Regions from separate parts of the Mus musculus genome. Here region 1 is linked to region 2. A link is a contact called in public promoter capture Hi-C data. All regions are on one chromosome and are shown on one strand. Each heading gives the region's core, a stretch centred on a gene start, on an enhancer-like site or on the middle of the called end of the contact. The rest is flanking DNA. Distances are from core to core; before and after follow the strand shown.

Region 1 (3,045 bases), core at 320-2,819, 2.6 Mb before region 2:
CACTCTCCGAGCCTATTCTTAGCACAGGGCTTCAAAATTAGAACTTATTTTCTTTATTTCAAAAGACCCAGAGATGCAATCAGATGGAACTTAATTTTTAGTGAACATTTACTAAAAATATGGTTGAGACACTGGTTCTAGATCCTTAGGATGTTATTCATTCATTCATTCATTTATCTATCCATCCGTCTGTCTTCAGCTACAATCATAATAGGACATAGTAGGTGCTTAATAAATATTTGTAAATGAATTCATTTCACAGTCATGGAGGGTGTCACTTATTGCCTAAATAAGTTTAAAAATATTTTCCTGACTTCCGCAGCAAGCCTCACATTTCCATCAGTAGAAGATTTTCTTAAAATTACATAACACTGCACTCATAGTGCTGGGTAACATTATGAATTCTGTGCCCATAAACAATCCAGTGCCTCTCCTTCAGCCTTAACAACTACTGATTCACTTTATGCTTCTGCAGATTTGCCTATTTTGAGATACTTCATACAAATGGAACTCTCTAAGGCTGGGGAGATGGCCCAGAGGGAAGATGACTGAAAGAGTAAAGTGGAGAGTGGTGGAGGACTCCCAACATTAACCATACACCCACATGTACCCACAGGCATGTGAACATGATTACCACATGAATGTATAGTATATCACATGTGAATGTAATTATACAATGTGGTTCTTCTTCTCCATGCCTAGTCTCTTTATATTTAGCAAATTGTTTTCCAGGGTCACCCCTGATTTAGTAGGTATCACATTCCCTTCCCTTTTACGGCCTAATACTGTTTCACTGTGCTGATATTCCACATTTTGTTTACTCATTCATCCGTCAATGGGCATTTGTGTTGTTTCCCGATTTGCCTGTTAGGTACCTGGTTGCTATGCTCATTTGCCTAGAAGCATCTGTGAACTTAGCTTTCCAGTTCTTCTGGGTAGGTATGACAGTGATAATTTTGGTTTAAGATCCAGTTCGTTTTCCGGAGCAGATGACCGTTTTATATTCCCACCTGTCACAGAGAGTTTTTCTCTGTCCAACTCCAGTCATTGTAGTGGGTCCAAAGCAGTGTCTCACTGGGGGCTTGGGGTTGCCTTGTCCTCGTGACTCAGGGCACGAAACGTCTTTCCATGTGTCTGTTTGCCTTTCTGAGGAAGGTGAAAGCTCCGTTACACACTAACAGTAGGAAATAAGGGAGTTGAAAGGGATTTGCTCAGCGGCTTTGCCTGGACCTGGGGTGTGTGGATGTCCCTGATACACGCCGGATTCTAGTTTAACCGCAGAAACAGATCTGGTCTGAGCGTCAGGAGATTTGGTTATTGGGGGAATTTTATTATCTGATTTAACAAATTCCATCCCTTCGGCTGATCGTCAGTTTCCCCTTCCCAGGACTTGAGGCAAAACTACTTCAAAGACCCAAGCCTCTCTAGGAAGTGAGAACTCAAGAACTCTATGTCCAAGAGCGCCAGTTCGAAGTTTGCCCCGCCCTCTCGTCCCGGTCTCTCGCGGCGCCGGAAGTGCTAAGTTCTTTTTTTGTCGCTCCGCCCTCGGCCCGGAAACACTTTCTTGGCAAGATGGCGGCTGTGTCGGTGTTTCAGCCACCGGTCGGAGGCTTTTCTTTTGATAATTGTCGCAGGTGTGTTCATGCCCGGGGGCGCGATCGGGACCCGAGTGGGAACTCTGTACGCCGGATCGGAACTGGGCTGCGGCCGGGGTCGGGGGCGTGAGGCGAGCGTGGGGATGGTGCCCGCGGCCGTGTGACTCAGGGAATCGGGCCCCAGCGCGGGCTGCTTCTGAGGCCGGCGCGGCCCTCTCCCCTTGCCAGTGTGTAAGGATTTGGACTTTCCTGTGGCTTTGGAGGGATTGGGTCACCGCCCCGATCTGTAATTCCTCGCCGATGGTGCTAATAATGGGAGAATCCAGTGATCACACTGGGGTGGAAGAAAATTGAGTTCCTTCCTAAGCACCCACTCTTCTCGCCAGTGGTCTTGTCCTCTAACACTTGATTTCTGTGCCTTCCCTTAGGAATGCTGTCTTGGAAGCGGATTTCGCAAAAAAGGGGTTCAAGCTCCCGAAAGCTCGGAAAACTGGCACTACCATCGCGGGGGTGGTGTATAAGGTAAGCCTAGACAGGCCGACCGTAGCGGTAACTGACCTATTAACCGTAGTTAGACCACTTGGACTCAAGCTTCCAGCTAGAACTGTCAGAGTGCATCATGAGAATCGGCTTTTATTAGGGAATGCCTTGATCAAGAGGTTTTACATGTTAAATAGTTTGTATTTACTCATTTTGAAGTTTTACACATGAGGGCAATTTGGCTTTTCCTAAGGTACTCTAGGAAGCAGGATGCTACAATGGGAAAGCACAGAATTTGGGATTAATTGGTTTGTTTAGATGTTTAATGCTTCCATACTGTTTCTAGTGAACTACTTGGGCAGTTTAGTCCCCCCCCCCCCCCCCCCCTTTGAGACAGGGTCTCATTATATAGCCCCGATTGTTGTAGATCAGGCTGCTTTAAACTAGAAATTTACCTGCTTCTGCCTCCACAACGTTGGGAGAGCCACTCTGCCCTCAGCCTTTTTTTTTTTTTTTTACAGAGTTAAATCTCTATCCATCAAATGGAGATAAATCCTGAAATAAACTGTAAAGATAATAAAGGCTAGCGATTAATGTTGTTAGTGGGGTGAAGAGAGTCACATTTCAAAAACTAATAGAGGTGACTGTTTCCTAAATTTTCTCTGTGTATGTGCTTGTACATATGCTATGGGACAAGTGTAGAGGTCAGAGAACAACTTGGTGGAGTCCATTCTGAGCTTCATGTGGCTTCTTACAATGGAATTCAGTTTTCCAGGCTTGCCCGACTAGTGTATTGTACTTGCTGACCTATTTTGTTGGAAATATTTTGTTGGAAAGATTGTGGGTCTTCATTCCACATTTTTTCTTTCCAGTTTAGCTCTGTGATTTAAAAGGAATTTACTGAATCGTTGCGCCTTGATTGAAGATGGAAATGAGTCTTAATCACCTCAAGAATTAGCCATTGACATTT
Region 2 (3,049 bases), core at 361-2,860:
TGTGGGTTTTTCAATCTCTGTGCCCAAGCCCAATCCTTCACCTCCACCTGTCAAAACTTTCGCTGTAGGAACTTTTGCCTCATGAAAAGAAATGATATGGTTTAGACACAAAGCTGGGTAGAAATTCTCGACTCCCTCACTTAGCTGGGTTGTTTTGTTAAGTTCCACCATTTATTTGCAAGATCAGCCTGAACTGTCTCACTGTCATGAAAGGCATTGCACACCCAAGCATCTTTGCCACTTTCCAAAGGGTTAGACAAGGGTCTTGAGTCCTTTAAGGCTCCCTTTTACCCTTTAACCTTGAAGCTGAGATAATACCATCTCCCTTGCAAAGCTGACTGAAGATGTGGACAGCATCCCATTATATATATTACTGCCACTCTCTCTAAGAATCTGTCCCTGTGCTTGGCTAGACCACTACTCCTGCTTCCTCAAAACACCCTGCAGTTCCTCTAGCCTGTGCATACAGATCCTCCTTCATCTCTGCATCTCTACAGCCCCATGAAGTGCTTTATAGCCCAAACAACTATCGCTTATCTGTCCATTACCCACCCCCCCAGCATCGGCCTCTCCAGCTCTAAAAAATTTTCTGCTTTCTTCATCCAGAGCTGCTGGCAAGGCAAAGTGACCATCTCACATGTGGTCTGCCTCTCTTGACCACAGGGCTGACCTTGATTACTTGTCATAACTGTGTTACGCTTAACCGTCCCACTGTGTTTGCAGGGATTCTGACCAGGGTCAAATTCAAAATCTGGACACAGAGAAAAATCAGTATTTGCCGAATAGCACTTTCTTTTCTTTTTCTTTAATATTTATTAATTTATTATATCTAAGTACACTGTAGTTGTCTTCAGATATCCCAGAAGAGGGTATCAGATCTCATTACAGATGGTTGTGAGCCACCATGTGGTTGCTGGGATTTGAACTCAGGACCTGTGGGAGAGCAGTCAGTGCTCTTAACTGCTGAGCCATCTCTCCAGCTCTGAATACCATTTTCTAGTTTTCTTTGCCTGCATAATTTTTTAAATATTTATTTTTTAATGTGTATGTTTTGCTCTCATGTATATAATGTGTACCATGTGCATGCCTGGTGCCTACAGAAGCCAGAAGAGGAACTTTGGTTACAGATGGTCATGGGTGCAGGGGATACGCGCACGCGCTCGTACACACACACACACACACACACACACGAATGAATGAATGAAAGAATGAATGAGTGAATCCTACCTATGCGACTTATTAGGTATCTGTGCTTGAGCACTATAGTTGAACAAGTTTTTGAAAGCATTTGGCTGAGGGTCCTTGGCGGAGGCTTAAAAACAGTTGTCTTTCACTAGCCTGAAAGTGGAGACATGGACGAATGGGGGCTTACCTCCCGTTTATGTATTCCCCGAAATACTGGCTCCCGGTGTACTGCATGTTAACAGCTAGTGTCTAACAGACACCAACTTCAGCTGTCTTGGCGTCACTATGACAACCAGGAGATGTGGGCGGAGACCAGATGAAGCCCCGCCCCTCGGGACCGCTAGACTTCCTGGAATGGCTTACGCTTCGCCTCCTCCAGCGGCCCTAGAGCAGTGCGCTTGCGCGTCGCTGGAGACGCATGCGCAGATGGTACCGGGCAGTCTTGGCCAGCCAAAGGGGACTTGAAGGAGACGGGCGACACGGCCGAGGGCACCTGGTCAGGGTCGCGGCTACCGCCGTCATGCCGGGGATAGTGGAGCTGCCAACTCTGGAAGAGCTGAAAGTGGAGGAGGTGAGGCTCTTCCTGAGGGCAGGCGGGAAGCCTGGGATTGCAGCTTTCAGGCGGGCCCAGGCACGGTTCCGGCCTCTGCGACCTGCATGGTCACATCTCGCCTTGGCTCCAGCCATTCCTGTGCGCACTGCGACCGGCCTCTCTTCTTGTGAATCGGGTGATACTTTCCATTAGCATCACCTAGCCCCTTGCTCTCCCTCCCGGTGAGGCGAGCCTGCCTCCTCTTGGTGCTCACCTTCCCCTTCCAAGTCTGTCAAAATCTCGGTGCAGAGCAGGCCTGGGTGCCGCGGCAGCACACAGTACGTGTTGGACAGTGAGTCTGGCATGGGCCAGGGTGTTTTGGTAATGGGACACAAGTAAAGCATTTACTTCTTCGAGAGACATTTAAGTATTTGTTATGTGCACGTGCAATGGGAAGTAAGAGACAGTGCCCAGCTCTTATAGTTTATAGTTTTATAAAGAGACAGATAAAGAGGCTGTACAGCACAGTGCATGGCTCTGTGAAACGTGAAGTAAAAGTGGTGTGCTATTGTAACTATCACAAACATGATCACTCCATTTCTAAAGGCCGGGCTGCTAATTGGAACACAAAGTAAGGTAGGGTATAACTGGTTTCCCTTGTAGACCAGAAATAGGCCCCAAGAGTAGAAGCGATTTGCCCAAGGTCACATAGACAGTGTATGGAAGACTTGTAACAGGAACCCAGATCTTTTCTGAAACCCAGCCTGTTAAATCTTTCAGCCAAAGTGCAACAGAGTGAGGAAGGACTTGTAGAACCGTGTTGTCGAGGAAGCTGAGAGCTGTCTGATGTCAGCCTACTGTTAGATTAGCGGTGCTAAGCCTCTAGAGAAGTCACTGACGAGGCGGGAACAGTTTGGACTTTATACTGTGAGACAGAGGGAAAAGATGGCTGTGTTGTCATGGCAGGCACTGTGTTGAATGTTCTCCTATACGACTTCACGTAGGCTCTCACAAACCTGTGAGGATGGCAACTTGGTATTTTCCTCAGATGAAGAAATTGTTAGCATATTTATATGAAATTGACTTAGAGGCGAGAGAAAGGATTTTCCTATCAGCCAGTCTTTTATTCTTATCCCACCGTGTAACTGGTCAAACATGAGTTGACATATTTTGTTAGATGTTTAATTTGGCTTAGCAAACATTTCATGCAAAAGCATCCTAATAAATTTCTCTTTAAAGTTTGCACAATTGGTATATATAATTATGTAAATAACCAGAGTAGTAAAAGTTAAAACACATGATTAGTACTAACACATGAAAGGCGGGCAAGCA

What was found. Promoter capture Hi-C pulls out the DNA fragments that hold promoters and counts their contacts.
Region 1: a promoter capture Hi-C map of pre-B cells shows a contact between it and region 2, with 6 times the contacts expected there. The contact joins the promoter of Psmb7 here to the promoter of Ndufa8 in region 2. A contact is called at or near these places in 2 of 39 promoter capture datasets (liver and pre-B cells) and 1 of 9 other capture datasets (liver).

What each region holds. Positions count from the first base shown.
Region 1 is chr2:38,642,430-38,645,474 of GRCm38.p6, reverse strand. It overlaps Psmb7 (proteasome (prosome, macropain) subunit, beta type 7), which reads left to right and starts at 1,569. Exons shown (of 8, transcript NM_011187.1): 1 at 1,569-1,634; 2 at 2,024-2,117. The coding sequence starts at 1,573.
Region 2 is chr2:36,047,899-36,050,947 of GRCm38.p6, reverse strand. Ndufa8 (NADH:ubiquinone oxidoreductase subunit A8) reads left to right here and starts at 1,610. Exons shown (of 4, transcript NM_026703.3): 1 at 1,610-1,756. The coding sequence starts at 1,706. It overlaps Morn5 (MORN repeat containing 5), which reads right to left and starts at 1,475. Exons shown (of 5, transcript NM_029309.2): 1 at 1,373-1,475. The coding sequence starts at 1,419.